Linked DNA regions of Mus musculus: region 2 is linked to region 1. A link is a contact called in public promoter capture Hi-C data. All regions are on one chromosome and are shown on one strand. The core of a region is the stretch at or near the end of the contact, and the rest is flanking DNA. Distances in the headings are between cores, read along the strand shown.

The links. Capture Hi-C pulls out chosen DNA fragments and counts their contacts.
Region 2: a promoter capture Hi-C map of liver shows a contact between it and region 1. The contact joins two enhancer-like sites. A contact is called at or near these places in 3 of 484 Hi-C or Micro-C datasets (the N1E-115 cell line, bone marrow-derived macrophages and liver), 4 of 115 datasets of contacts at active chromatin or transcription factors (astrocytes, double positive thymocytes, embryonic basal ganglia and 1 more) and 3 of 9 other capture datasets (adipose tissue, liver and pancreatic islet).

The regions. Positions count from the first base shown.
Region 1 is chr2:103,586,363-103,592,936 of GRCm38.p6, forward strand. All of the region lies in intron 1 of Abtb2 (ankyrin repeat and BTB (POZ) domain containing 2), which reads left to right. It overlaps 8030431J09Rik (a long non-coding RNA gene), which reads left to right. Exons shown (of 2, transcript XR_866592.2): 1 at 1-6,574. Among named protein-coding and RNA genes, the nearest start is that of 8030431J09Rik, 18 kb to the left of the region's middle. Within about 2 kb of position 3,284, at least 31 of the 459 cell types and tissues checked have an H3K27ac peak or open chromatin away from gene starts, as enhancers often do. A contact at or near this core is called in liver, where this site is marked.
Region 2 is chr2:103,725,493-103,732,007 of GRCm38.p6, forward strand. Nat10 (N-acetyltransferase 10) reads right to left here. Exons shown (of 29, transcript NM_153126.3): 18 at 6,481-6,515; 19 at 5,815-5,931; 20 at 5,018-5,151; 21 at 4,756-4,804; 22 at 2,508-2,604; 23 at 2,311-2,421; 24 at 1,224-1,396; 25 at 628-747; 26 at 172-270. Among named protein-coding and RNA genes, the nearest start is that of Nat10, 33 kb to the right of the region's middle. Within about 2 kb of position 2,854, at least 4 of the 459 cell types and tissues checked have an H3K27ac peak or open chromatin away from gene starts, as enhancers often do. A contact at or near this core is called in liver, where this site is marked.

The DNA of each region.
Region 1 (6,574 bases), core at 2,034-4,533:
GGTGGTGGCTACTTATTATTAGCATGCTATGGACCACCTGGGTTATGCTGTGAGCTTCCTTGGTGCTCTCTGTGATTGCCTGTGATTTTGGGTAAAATACCTGAGTACCAAGGCTTTCCTCTTCCAGCCACAGTGGCCTTCTTTTACAGAGAGCCCAGAACAGTCAGGATATTCAGGTTGCCTTGCTTCTCAGGTTTGGGCCAACACGTGGGCATAAGTGCCTGTGTGAGTCTAAACTCACTGAACAAAGACAGGGTTGTTTTGTCCTTGCTGTGCCAGATGGAAGGCTTTCATTAGTCACTTTGGGAGCATTCATATTAGCTGGGAGATTTTCTTTCCAAGGGTTGGAGCTGACGGTGTTTGCCTTGGGATGGTCTTAGTCCTCTCTGCTTTCATTGCTACTGCCAAGTATCACAACCCTTGCCTACGGCTTTGCTCTACCCATAGTTCCTTTTCCTTAACATGGGGAAGCATGGAGGATATTTGAGATGGCCCAATCACATGTTCCCAGGTCAGTGGCATCTGGGTACAAGTAATTCTCAGGTCTAGCTCTTCTTCTCTGACTGTGGTTTATAAAGGGACAGAGACAAGAGCCCCCGGTTTTGGAGCCAGGAAGACCTGAATTCCATTTCAGACTCAGCCATGTAATCTGAGGTAGCAGTATTGTTTTTTCCTGTATGTTGAACTGAGACCAGTGAATTGTCACATAGGTACATGTGTTCAACTTACCTAGGTCATGATTAAACTCCAAGGAGGGGCTGGGGATGTAGCTCTGTTGTAGAGTGCCTACCTAGTATGCATAAACCCCTGGCTTCAGTGCCCAGCCCTACCCAAACTAGGGCTGAGAGTAGGAGGACAAGAAATCAAGCCCACCCTATACTATATCACAAGTTTGTGGTCAGGAGGCTTCAAAACCAAAATCAAACGGTAACAGCAAAAGGATCTTAGGCCCTCAATGGCCCTTCCTGTCAGCAACTCCCCACGCACACCTCAAGTACCCACAGAGGTCTGGTTTTTGTTGCTATCAACTGTTCTGAACTTTTAGGGTTGAGACATTATTAAAACCCTTCTGAGCTTCAGTTTCTTTTGTGGAAAGTGAAAATATAGGGCCGTGTTACTGCATTGATTTGGGAAAATCTAACAGGACAGGGTACATGAAGTCCACAATAAGAGAATTATCCAGCAGGTATCACTAGCTTAGGCAGAGCTGTGTTATCTCTGATGGCAGTGTTGGCTCTAGAGAGTCGGGTTCCTGCTGATGTTATGGCATTTGTGTCCTGTGCCCTCTATGTTCCACTACCATCTTGAACATGCTTCAGGTTGTTCACACAGTGGCTTGCAGGACTTCTGCTAGAAACCAGTACTTGATGCTTAAGTTGATAGAAGAGTGAGCAGTAAAGAAAGCATTCTGCAGCCTCCCTCTCCAAACCTGTGATTCAGACTCGGTCTGTTTTCTCTATTAGCAAAATCGATAGCTGTATCGCAAAGCGCAGGCTTGGGTCGGACCTGTTTCTCTAAACCGAGAGTTGGTGTTAGTGTGCCCTGGGTGCCATGTTTGTTGAAGTGTAAGGATGCTAAATTTTTTGTTTTAAAACTAAACAAAAACCACCCCATATGATGGCCCCAAATTTCTACAATGGTAAATATTTCCTTGAGTCAAAGAGAAGAAAAAACAGGATACCCAAGTTGAGGGGTTTTTGTTTTTTGGTTTTTTTTTGGGGGGGGGGGGTGACTTTGTGATGCATGTTCTACATTAGGCCTTAATCTGTGTGGTATGTATGCCCTTTCCTGACTTTAGGCCTTCATGAAGAAGGCAGGACTACAGGAGAGAGGGCATCCAAGGAACTTATAAAGACAAATTCCCCGAGTCAGAGATGGAGTCTGAAGCTGGGATCTGTCCTTAGAACCTTCTCCCTACACTCACAGAACACTGACAATATGTCAAGGACGATGTGAAGAGAGCAGTGACTGTGAGCAGCTTTGAGCCAAAGGCATGCATTCAGCAGATTGTTACAATGCAGACTGTGTACTGCATGTGGAAGACCATAGCTAGTAAGCCAGGTTGGGGCCAGGGGTTGACGTGGTCCTGGAAGCTGAAAAAACTACAAGAATAAATCTCAGACATCTCATGTCATATGTGACTCATGTCAGAGTGTCCCTGAGACCCCTCATCTAAGGAGACATTTCCCAGGGTAACTTCTGCCCACCCCTAAATGAGATTGTGCTTTTGCTAAACCGCTGGATGTGTCTGCAGCTGGCATGCCCTTGCTGTGTTTCTGATCGCTTTGCAGCGCCCCGATCCATGCTGCGATGTTTTAAAGACAGGGGCCTTCTTACTCTGGAAAAGGGTTTCACTTTCTTCCCAGGTAAATAAGAGAGGTTAGGCAGTAGATCTGCATGGAAAAGAAGTGCTTTATTAGCAAGAGTTTGTGAGAAAGAACACGGCTCTAGTATGGAGCTGGGAGAGAAACATGTTTGCTGAGAAGGAGATGCCCACTCGGCATCCCCTGTGTGGCCCGCCATCGAGTAGGGAGCCAGCATGCCAAATTTCTCCAGTTACCATGGGACCCAGACTTTGACAGGAAATCATGGTAGGGTGGGAAGGAATCCAAAATACACATGGCTGGCATACAGGATGCAGTTAGGAAAGAGAAGAGAACAGTCCATCTATTTTCCTGCGCTGAGTTCTCTAGCTTCAAATGGGGCTGTTCTCTAAGCCTCCCTCTGAAGTAGGTCCATTTTATGGTCCTGATTTTCAAGCATGAACTTTTTCCATATTAAGCAATACTTCTGTGATTAAAGTGGCCCCTTTATATGTTTGTGGAGGGTATTTCTTAGCCGTGTGTGTGTGTGTGTGTGTGTGTGTATTTGTGTGTTTTAAGTCTACAAACTAAAAAAGGAAAAAAAATTCTCTTCAGTCAAGGAGACACTTTTCTGGTCTTTCGGATTTTTCCTGAGCTATCTCTCTGCTGAAGCAGCCTGCTGGAAGCCCAGCACCCTTCATTTACTGAGGTGTGCCAGTAGTAACAGGAGGACTTTTGTGGCTGAATTTCCTGGAAATTTCAGCCACCATGTTAAGAAGGTGAAATGTCTCATCCACAAAGAAGCACATTTGCATCCTGTCAGTGAAGTCTGTTAAACTGGAAAGCTAGGAGAGGGATCTTGCTTGGGCCTTTTTGCAAATGGAACTTTGGAAAAGTTCAGCAGGACCTGACTGTGCATAGCCTGGGACCAGTTCCAGACCTCCAGAACATTTAACAGGTTGCTATTGATAGCATTTTCCATGAACCACGCAGTCTAGCAGTGTCTTTGAAACCCTCCCATATTTCTTGGGAAATGTCCTCGACTGTTGATGGAAACGGCAACTCTGCCACAGGGTTTTCATCGCTGCACCTCCTTAGTACCCCTCTTTCTTCTTTCCTCTTCCTCTTTCTCTCTTTTTTCCCTCTCCCTTTCTTCTTCCTCTCTCCACCTCTTTCCTTCCAGACTGAGTGTAATTTGTCAGGCACCTTAAAGTCACCAAGCTTCTTGCTCTTGTCCCTCATGATGACTCTAACTATAGTTGGTTTAGAAGAGGTGACTAGACCAGCCCTAATAGCAGTAGAGTACCTTATGGTTTTATTCTTTCTCCTCTGAGATAACAACCGCTGTAACTCACCATTTAACTGTGACTTTATTTAAAGTCCCTTGCTACACGTTGTGCGGACTACCTTATGTGAGCCTCAGAACCCACCCTGTGCTGTATTGCTATGATTTATTTCCAGTTTACGGATCAGCTATGGCTCAGAAGAGCTGGTGTTAGTTGAGGATGAGATAGGCTGGTGATGTGCAGCTTCACCTGACTCAGAGACCATATTCCTGACCACCATGCAGTACTGCCTTCTCTATACGCTGTGCTGCCTTTCAAGAAAATAAAACCACAGAGTAACCCATCTAGGACCAAAAATACCTTGAGGAACTAGAGGTTTTTTTTTTTTTTCTTACCCAGAACTTTCTTCTCTGAGCAGTGGCCCCAACGAAGGTCTCTGACATCCAAGTTAGCAGCAGTGGGTCAGAGACAGTCAGTCTTAGGTTCATATTCAAGGTAGGTGAGGCGGTCTGGGAGGCCAGTGCACTGTCTTTATATTCCAGGTAATTTGCCTGAAGCTGAGAAGCTGTGAAGTTTCAGCTTTTTAAGTGCACTTCTGTTCAAATTTTATGTTTCAGGACTCTGCAGGTTGCAGATGCAGGACAAACCAGTTTAAGCAAAGTGAAGTTACTGCCTTAAGGTCCTGAGTGGGGTTGGCTTCCGATGCGCTCTGATTCAGAGGTTCGGAGACCCTGGCTATCTCCTCTAAATTTTGCTCTAGATGTGCTTATAAACTGGCTGCAACAACCTTGCCTTTGAGGAAGAACAAGGGCCAAGCTGGCTTCCCTAATAGCTCAAACAAAAACTGTGTCTGTGAGGTTGCTTAGCTGTGATAAGCCTAGTCAGAGTCACGTGTCTGTCATTGAACCAGTTACTGTAGTCTAGGGCCACATGCTTTTTCTCTTGATGCAGAGAGAGAGTAAGGGACCCGTGGGTCTGAGAATGGTAGGTGGGCTATGGAAAGAAGACGGAGAGATGGAGCTGCTGGTTGAACTAGATAGAAAAGTAGAATAGAAAAATAACCATAGGGAATGCAGCCATCACCCACGGTAGGCTAGACAAGAGTAGTTTTTTATTTTAAGGGTTTCAACTTGCCATTATTAATAAGCATCCCTTCTTGTTGTTGCCGTTTGGGCATTTATTTTGTGTGTATGTGTACGGAGCCTGTGCTCCTATGGGAGTACATGCACATGGATGTCCTTGTATGGGGAAGCCAGAGGACAACTTCAGATGTTGTTTCCTAGGAGCTGTTGATCTCATATTTGTAATCAACAAGGTCTTTGACCAGGATCCAGGGCTCAGTGGTTAAGCTAGGCTGGATGGCTCTCTGTTGCAGAGACCCACCCTTCTCTGCCTCCCTAGCTCTGAGGTTATTGGTGTGTGCCACCATGCCCAGCTTTGTATTAGTTGCTGAAGAATGAGCTCACGTTTTCATGCTTGGGCAGCAGGCACTTTACTAACTGAGCCGTCTCCTCATCCCCAAGTCAAAGAGCAATGTGATTTATTTATTTATTTATTTAGTCATTCTTTCTGGCTTCAGTGTCTATTTGTTCTAATGGAACTTTTCCCTCTGGAAGAAAAGCACTTCTTTAGATGAGTACCACTTAAATATTCAGATTGCAGGTTTTAGTGAGAGCCATTTAGACTGTCAATAGCTCAAAGACTGGTTTTATTTCTGACTTAATGGCATCTTAAATTATGTCAGATGAATTAAAGTGCCACTTCTTTCTTCCAGCCTAAGTCCAAGTCATTGCTATCTTGATATACTTGAAGTTTGAGTGAGACTGCTGCCCACTGTTACAGAAAAGTCCATCTCACTGATCCTCATGATTAATCAGTTGCAGATGCAAGTGGAAGGTGCGACCGTATTAGGGACCATGTGTTTTCAGGATCCTGATGGCTGTGTGGCTAATGTGCTTTCCACTGCAGAACTAAACCAGCCAAGGAAGGGTGTTATTAAATGTTCCTTTTGAAGTACCTACAGTTAAACAGATCCAGATAGAATGACTGTTGAGCCAACCAGGCTACCATGAGTGGTGCCCTGTGGCCAGCATCATGGAGGACACAAAGCAGTGGTTCTTGCAGGGGGTATGAATGATCCCTGCCTACTTGCAATATCCAAGGAAAGTCTGTGTACACTGTGCTGCTAAAGGCCCTGCGTACAGTCTCGTGTAATCCTCACACTAACAGCAGGAGGCAGCTACTAGTGTCCTCATTTTTTGCAGAGGAAATAACAGAGGCTTAAAGATGAAATCTCCAGTCACCAGGGACAAGCTCGTCACATCCAGCCTTGCACCAATCTCCCTCCAGCTGCAGAAACCCCTGTTGCTCATTCCCTCACCACAGTGCTGAGGACGGAGACTGTCATTGCAGGATTTCTCACAGGCACAAAAGCACACTCTCCCCTGATAACAGATTTCATCACTCTCGAAACTGGAAGCCTGGGAAGAAAGAAGATTGCTGACTGCTGGAGCCTGCCTTTCCAGAAGGAGGCTAGTTGCAGGGAGAGGAGGGACTGCCAGCCTCTTTGACTCACGTGATCTTACCATCTGTCTGGCTTCTGACTCTCAGCACCGACTCAGTCTGTCTGCAACCCAGACAGCAAGACCAGGCCAAGGACAAACCAAATCTTGACCCTAGAATTTCTTGACCCTGGAATTGGGTAGATGGAAAGTTGCTTAGGGCTGCTGAGGCCACCTTAATCTCCGTATCTCTATACACTGTTAGCTGACTCATTTGAGAAGGCAGGCAGATGGAGCTGGAAGTGTGAAGCAGGCTGTGAGGAGTCTGATCTGAGTCTCCATGGCGAGACAACGACAGTACATGCTAGCCATGTATGTGCCACTGCTGTGTGCACTTGTTAAACCAGATCCAACCACAATGGGAGAAGCAAAAACCTAATCCAGGACTTTGTCCTGGGCATGACTATTGGATTTTAGACAAAGG
Region 2 (6,515 bases), core at 1,604-4,103, 140 kb after region 1:
CAAGCTGGTGAACAACTCCCCTACCTCTCAGCCTGAGGATACAGAAATGCAAGCCGTGTACCAGCACCTCCAGCCTGCAGGACAGCTCCGAAGCAGAGGAGGAGGGTGGTCTACATCGACAGGCTAACAGTGGCCAAGGGGAACACTGGGACCTCTACAGCGGGGACATACCAGGTCATCACTCAGGGTCTTCATAGTGGGCTCCATGACCACATCCTTCACTGCCACCATCTGCTCCTCAATAGCCTTTTCCTGCACATCATTGAACAGCTACAAGGACAACACAACAGGAGGAAAGAAAAGATGCAGGAGCAGCAGGGTCTGTCACTCACTCTTCAGTGTCTCAAAGAAAAGTACTCAAAGCAATGCTTCAGACATTAGGAACATAGCTGATCACAGCACAAGCATAGACACAGGCAGAGTATATACAAATCCCAGCAGTGGGGTCTCTGAGAAGAAATCCAGTTCACAGACACTGGCTGACACGCCACCCACCTACTTCCACTGTGTGTGTGTGTGTGTGTAGATCTGCGCAAATACATCTAAGTTTTAGTACTTATTATAAACAAAGAGTGGATGTGTTATGTTACTGAAAAGACCAAAATCCTGCCCATGGACCAAGGTCACCTTCACAACTTTGCGGATGATCCGGTTGAAAAGCCCCATCAACTGGCCTGAGGGCAGCTCAATCTCCTTTTCCAGCTGATCCACAGACTTGTGCTGTAGGCCAATTCCCAAGAGAAGAGCCTGAAGGAAGGAGAATCAGCTGGACTGGCTTCCAAGATAGCCTTGCGCATTACAATAGCCTAGAATGGAGCTGCCTCATTTGATGAAGCAGAAACCAGAGAGCAGCAGTGGGGGTTTGGCATCTTCCATCCTGCAACTAAGGCAGGAACACTCCTTCCTTCCTAAAATGCACTTTAGTTCACATTGTCCCAAAAAACATCAACTTCACAAAAAAACCACATATATCCGGAGTGCAGGATAGCCTGGCCTTCTGGTAGGGTGACAAGGTGGCAGGGAGAGTGTGGGTTCAAAGTGTAGCAGTCTGCTTGCTAACAATACAGCCACATTGCTCGCCTCGGCCTGCAGAGTGAGGATGGGCCACCATTAGCTCTGCCAGGGCTAAAGGCACAAAGCTACTTCCAAGGACTCATCTAAGGGCCCAGCACCAACAGCTCCACTGTCCTCCCTTGTCCCCCATGGAGTCCCAGGTGACCTACCGACTGGGCAGCCGACAGGGACAGGTCTCCTAGCTGGTTCAGGAAGTACAAGCGGGAAATGGCTGGGATAAGATCCATGATGAGGTGGTAATCGACCATGTTCCGAGAGTACATCTCTAGACGCTTCAGGTCATAGGGAAGGAAAAGTGCCTCCAGATGCTCCCGGCCTAGGGCTGTGCATGCAACAAGAGCCCACCAGTCAGGGCAGTCTGCAGCCCTCACAGGATAGGACGCAGCACACAAGGCCAACCAGGAAGGGGCTGGACGGCTCAGCAGTTAAGTGCACTCGCTGCTCTTGCAGAAAACCCAGAACCCACATGTGATAATTCACAACCAACAATAACTCAACTTCCAGAGACTCTGACGCCCTCTGACCGCCACAGGCACCAGGTACAAATGCACACATGCAGACAAAATAAGGCACACATAAGTCTCTAAGTAAATGTGGTAAGATGCCTTGCTACCAATAACATAATCCCAGGCTGGTAGTTCAGACAACCACCAATATGCTGGGTCCAAGAAAGATCCTCGTGCCCTAACGTTCTAAGGACACACCTCCACTCTCCCCATTTGTCACTCTTTCTCCAGGGTCACCTTACATGCTCTGCCCAGGTCAAAGAACCCAGATTTTCCCATCAAAATACAACCCACAAGACATAATATACACATAAGAACGTGTGCATAGCCACAGATATACACATAAAAATATATATAAATGTAACTGTTAATAGAACAAAATGACTGCTCATGACCTCCTATGCAATTTTTAAAATTTTCATCCAACTAAACAATGATTCTATGCTTTCTAGATTTATAAAGCTATATAGCTTTATAGTTATATAGTTCTTCTATATACCAGTCAGAAGGCTGAGACATATTCTTGGTGCTATTTCATAAATACTCGAACACAGAGCCCCGAGACTGAGCTAGTTCCCCTCAGAGCCCAGGTTCCATAGCTAACCACTGTGTGAACCTGTCTTACACCTGAAATCCAGGCACAGCCTGGGCAGGAGAGAGGCTTGGGGAACAGCAGGCAGCATGGAGACTGTGGACTAGAGCAGCCCTCAGCTCCTGGGTGACAGCTCACCTGGCAGGGCTGACTTGGCTACGTTCCTGTTCTGAATGATGTTCAGAGACAGGGCAGGAGAGAAGGTGCTGAACTGGTATGACAGCAAGGCCAGGAACCGTCTTCGGAAATCTGCAGGGCACAGAAAGGCAGTTAGCAATCTGCAGGTGCCCTGGCCTGTCACCTCACTGTCCCCTCTCCACTCGTCTGGCGTTTACCTTTCCAAAATGCTGCCAGCCAAGCTCCCTGCTCAGCCTCATCCTCATCGGCCAGCGTCTTCAGCATAATGCACGAGTGTTCCCCAGTCAGGTCGTTCTAGGGGACACACATTATTGCTTGGAACCAATGTCATGGTGCTCCCACCCTGCCCCCATGGGCTCGCATGGTAGGCAGCCGCCTAAGAGGCCACGGGATTGGAGCAGGCCCAGCAGGAGTTTAGGTAAGGCCTGATTTCTGCTCCGCACCCACTCCTTTCACTGAAGTCAAGGCCATGAAGGCAGGCTTCAATCCCTCACCCTGTCAGTGAACTTTGTTCCTTATAAAGCAGAAACTTCCCAGCAAACTCAGACGCCCAGCTGGCAGCCGGTATGTTTATACATGCTTTGTGTAAGAGACAGTCTTGCTCAGACTCTGGATGCTTCAAGCTTCACTAGGGGCTGACATGGTGCAAGATTACAGAGTTTTGGACCTTTTACTACATAAGTTCTCAGAACTGCATGGCAGCATCTAACGGCAACGACAGGTCAGAGCAAGCAGGTCAAGGGACAAGGACAAAGGTCAAAGGGACAAGGTCAAAGGATGCCTATGGCCTGTTTGTGGCTCACAGATTTACGTCCTCCCTGCAAGCAACTGCTGAGCGCATCTGTCTATCTAGATAAGTATGCCGACAGGCACGAGCCCATCTCCACTCCCTGCCAGCCCGCACGGGAGTCTCCATGTCACATGCCAGACTTCAAATGGACATTCACCACCAAACTTGAATACCAGATTTGCATTCTCCAAAAGACACATGTGCTTGCCCGCTTCAGCACTGTGGGCCTTGAAAACAGAAGTGACTGGACATCTTCACTCTCTTACTGCTGCACTCACACTCCCCATGACCCTCCTGGAGTGAGGGATGAGTTGCTAGCAAACCTCGAAATCCTGGGTTTCAGTGTCCTGACCCCACAAGGCCTGCCCTCGCAGTCAGCCCTCTCTTCCTGCATTCCCTGTCTCTACAGTGAACAAAGGCCAAGACTCTTCTACCCAACATGTCCTCCCCATGCACACGCCACAGCTACCCTGCTCTCTGCTCGCTTCCCCTCTGGGAAACAATGTCTACTCATGCCTATATCCCCACCTCCCATTATCACCAACTGTAACAAGCCCTACTCCATTCTGAGCACCAGTCCTGGCAAATCCAGTAGCCACCTGTCCTCCTGCTCTATGTGATGTCAGCAGCATCTAAGTATGCATCTATTCACCAAGTACATACAACCTGGAGATGCCAAGTGCCGCAGAGCAGGAGTGAACGTCAGTAGTAGTTATGCTGAGTACCCAGGGTGATCATCACTGGACTATTAGGGTCCTGTTTGAAACCCACCAAGAAACCTCTCCTATGTTTTGTTATGTGGTGAACTAGACAGCTTGAAAGTTCCATTTAAGAATGAGAATGCTGGGCTGGAGAGGTGGCTCAGAGGTTAAGAGCACTGTTTGCTCTTCCAGAGGTCCTGAGTTCAAATCCCAGCAATCACATGGTGGCTATCTGTAACAGGAGCTGATGCCCTCTTCTGGTGTGCAGACATAAATGCAGACAGAACACTGTATACATAATAAATAAGTAAATATATCTTTAAAAATATTTTTAAAAAGTGAGAATGCTGTGGCATTCTCTCCAAGCTCCATCTGTCTCTATCCCTGACCACTTTCTTCAGTTCTGGCCCCTTCCAGTCATCTGGTTTAGGTTTAAGCTGCAGGATAGGCCACTATGCTACAACCAGCATTTGCCACCATGAGGAGCAGTGTTCCTCACTGCTTGCTGCTTTTACCTGTTAGAAAACAAGCTTCAGGCTTCCCCATGCACTGGCTGTTTCCCACAGACACTAACTGCATTCCAGGAACTCACCGCTGTTTCTCACCCTCCCAATCATCTGCTGCCCACCTCTCTCCTTCAGAAACCATTAACACTCAGTTCTGTTATACACACTTAGGGAACTCCAGCCTGCAGGACTGAATCTACAATCTGACAAATCAGTCCGTGTGTGTACCCCTGCCACGTGAAAATGGAGCACAAAGCCACAGATGCACCAGACCTGCCAAGGTCAGGAAGGAATCACTCTGTACCAACCCGCCTCTGAACAAGCAACACCTTAACAAATACAGAAGCACCTGCCCAGGGCACAGCGAGGAGGAGCCAAGACAACTAGAGGAGGAGGTGCCAACTGCAAACACAAACCCAACCCCTCCTCTACCCCAAGCCTCACTTACTGGGGTCTGTCTCAAATAGACAGGAACAAATCCAGCTCGTTTCCAGAACCTACAAAAGGGGGGTAGAGGGGGTGGTCACCATTTATGACTCCTGGAAGTTGAGAAATAAAGGCAGAAGGGACAGGAGGAGGGACAGGAGGAGGGACAGATGGAGGAGGCAGCAGACAATGACAGAGACCCCAGCTGCAAAGGAAGACACCACCCACAGAACTGTCGTCTTCCACTGAAGTGGGCTGGCTCCAGAGGACAGGCAGGCACTTACTTGAGAAGCCTGGGGGTCAGCCCATAGGAAACCCCCAGGTAATCCAGGCGCTCTGCAGGCCTCTCATTCAACTTGAGGAGCAAGGGGGGCAGATCCTTCCGGGGAGTAATAACTTCTTCCAACAAGCTGACAGCCTAAGAAGAAGCCATTACTCCCTTAGCAAAGCAAGAGGCTCGTGGTGTTCTCAAGCCATCCAGTACACTACACAACAACAGGCAAGAGTCTTCTGTGTCCCTATGGTGTCCAAATAGGACTCAAGAGTCCCGAGATCACCACAGGGATAAGCCAAAGCATATGTGCAATCACCGAGTTCCCAAGACCAAAAGCAGGGAAAGGCCACGGTTCAGCAATGCCTAATACACTTTAGAAGGGACAGGGGCAGGGTTCTGAAAATGCAGCGTGAAGTTGTGGTTCTGTCACCTGACACCCCTGTGACCTTGGAGAGTAACCCTCCTGAGTCTGAGGTAAGTCAAGGCCCACAAGCACGGGCACATTACACAAACCACCAAGCACGTGTGTGTGCAGGCAGCCTCAAGCAAGGCAAAGCGGAACTCTGCGATGTGGGCTGATGCTGACAGAGGCTGGTGGGGAGCCCTCCAGCTTGCAATGCAGCACACTTGCAGACTAGTAAGCACGTTTACTCCCGGAGTGTCTGCTGCAGCAGCAGATGGCACTGGTGAGTAGGCTGAGACTCTACAGTGTTAAGCTGAAGAAAGTGGCTGGCTGCCCAAACGCAGAAGACCCCAGAGAACCATCCTCTCAGACTTAGGACTCTGGCTTTGCCAGAACATTGTTACCTCACTGCTCACGGTGCGGATTTCTTGTGGTGTCTCCAAGACTTTTTCCTCCAGACAAGGGAACTTGCCTTCATAATACATCTGCAGCAGCTGCAGCGCTCGGCTGCCATATCCCATCTATGAGCACACACAAGATACAGCAGAGGGAAGACGCTCCGTCTGTTTAAGCTACTTGTGCCTTGCTTCTAAAGCATTTATTCCTGGTCAAACTGCATTTGGAAAAAAGCTACCAATAAAACCCACTGTAGTCAAAGCTGGCTCTGGGGCCAAACACAGTGGGGTTCTTAGGTTAGTCTAACCCTCCAACCACAACCCACTTGCAACCTGGACCTAACGGTAGCTGGCTGTGCCACTGCCAGAAAGGGATGCTCGACAGCTGACTCCTCAGTGTGGCTTTCAAAGCGACAGAAGGAAGTTATAGAAAAACAACCTGGTTCAACAAGTCCTACGTTCTAACACAGGTAGGGAAAGGAAGGAGTCTACACCAACAACCTTGTCCCTGGCCCACCCACAAGTTCTTGCTATATTCTCCTGAGCAGAGTACACCTAAAATGTCACTGGTGTATCCATATTTTTATTCCAACAGCTAGGCACACTGCCCAAAGGGCTGCCAGGAGCCCACTAGAGAGCAGCACACAAGGTTTAAAAGAAGAGAGGACATGTTACCCCTTGATAATCTGGGTGAACAGCAATTCGAACAA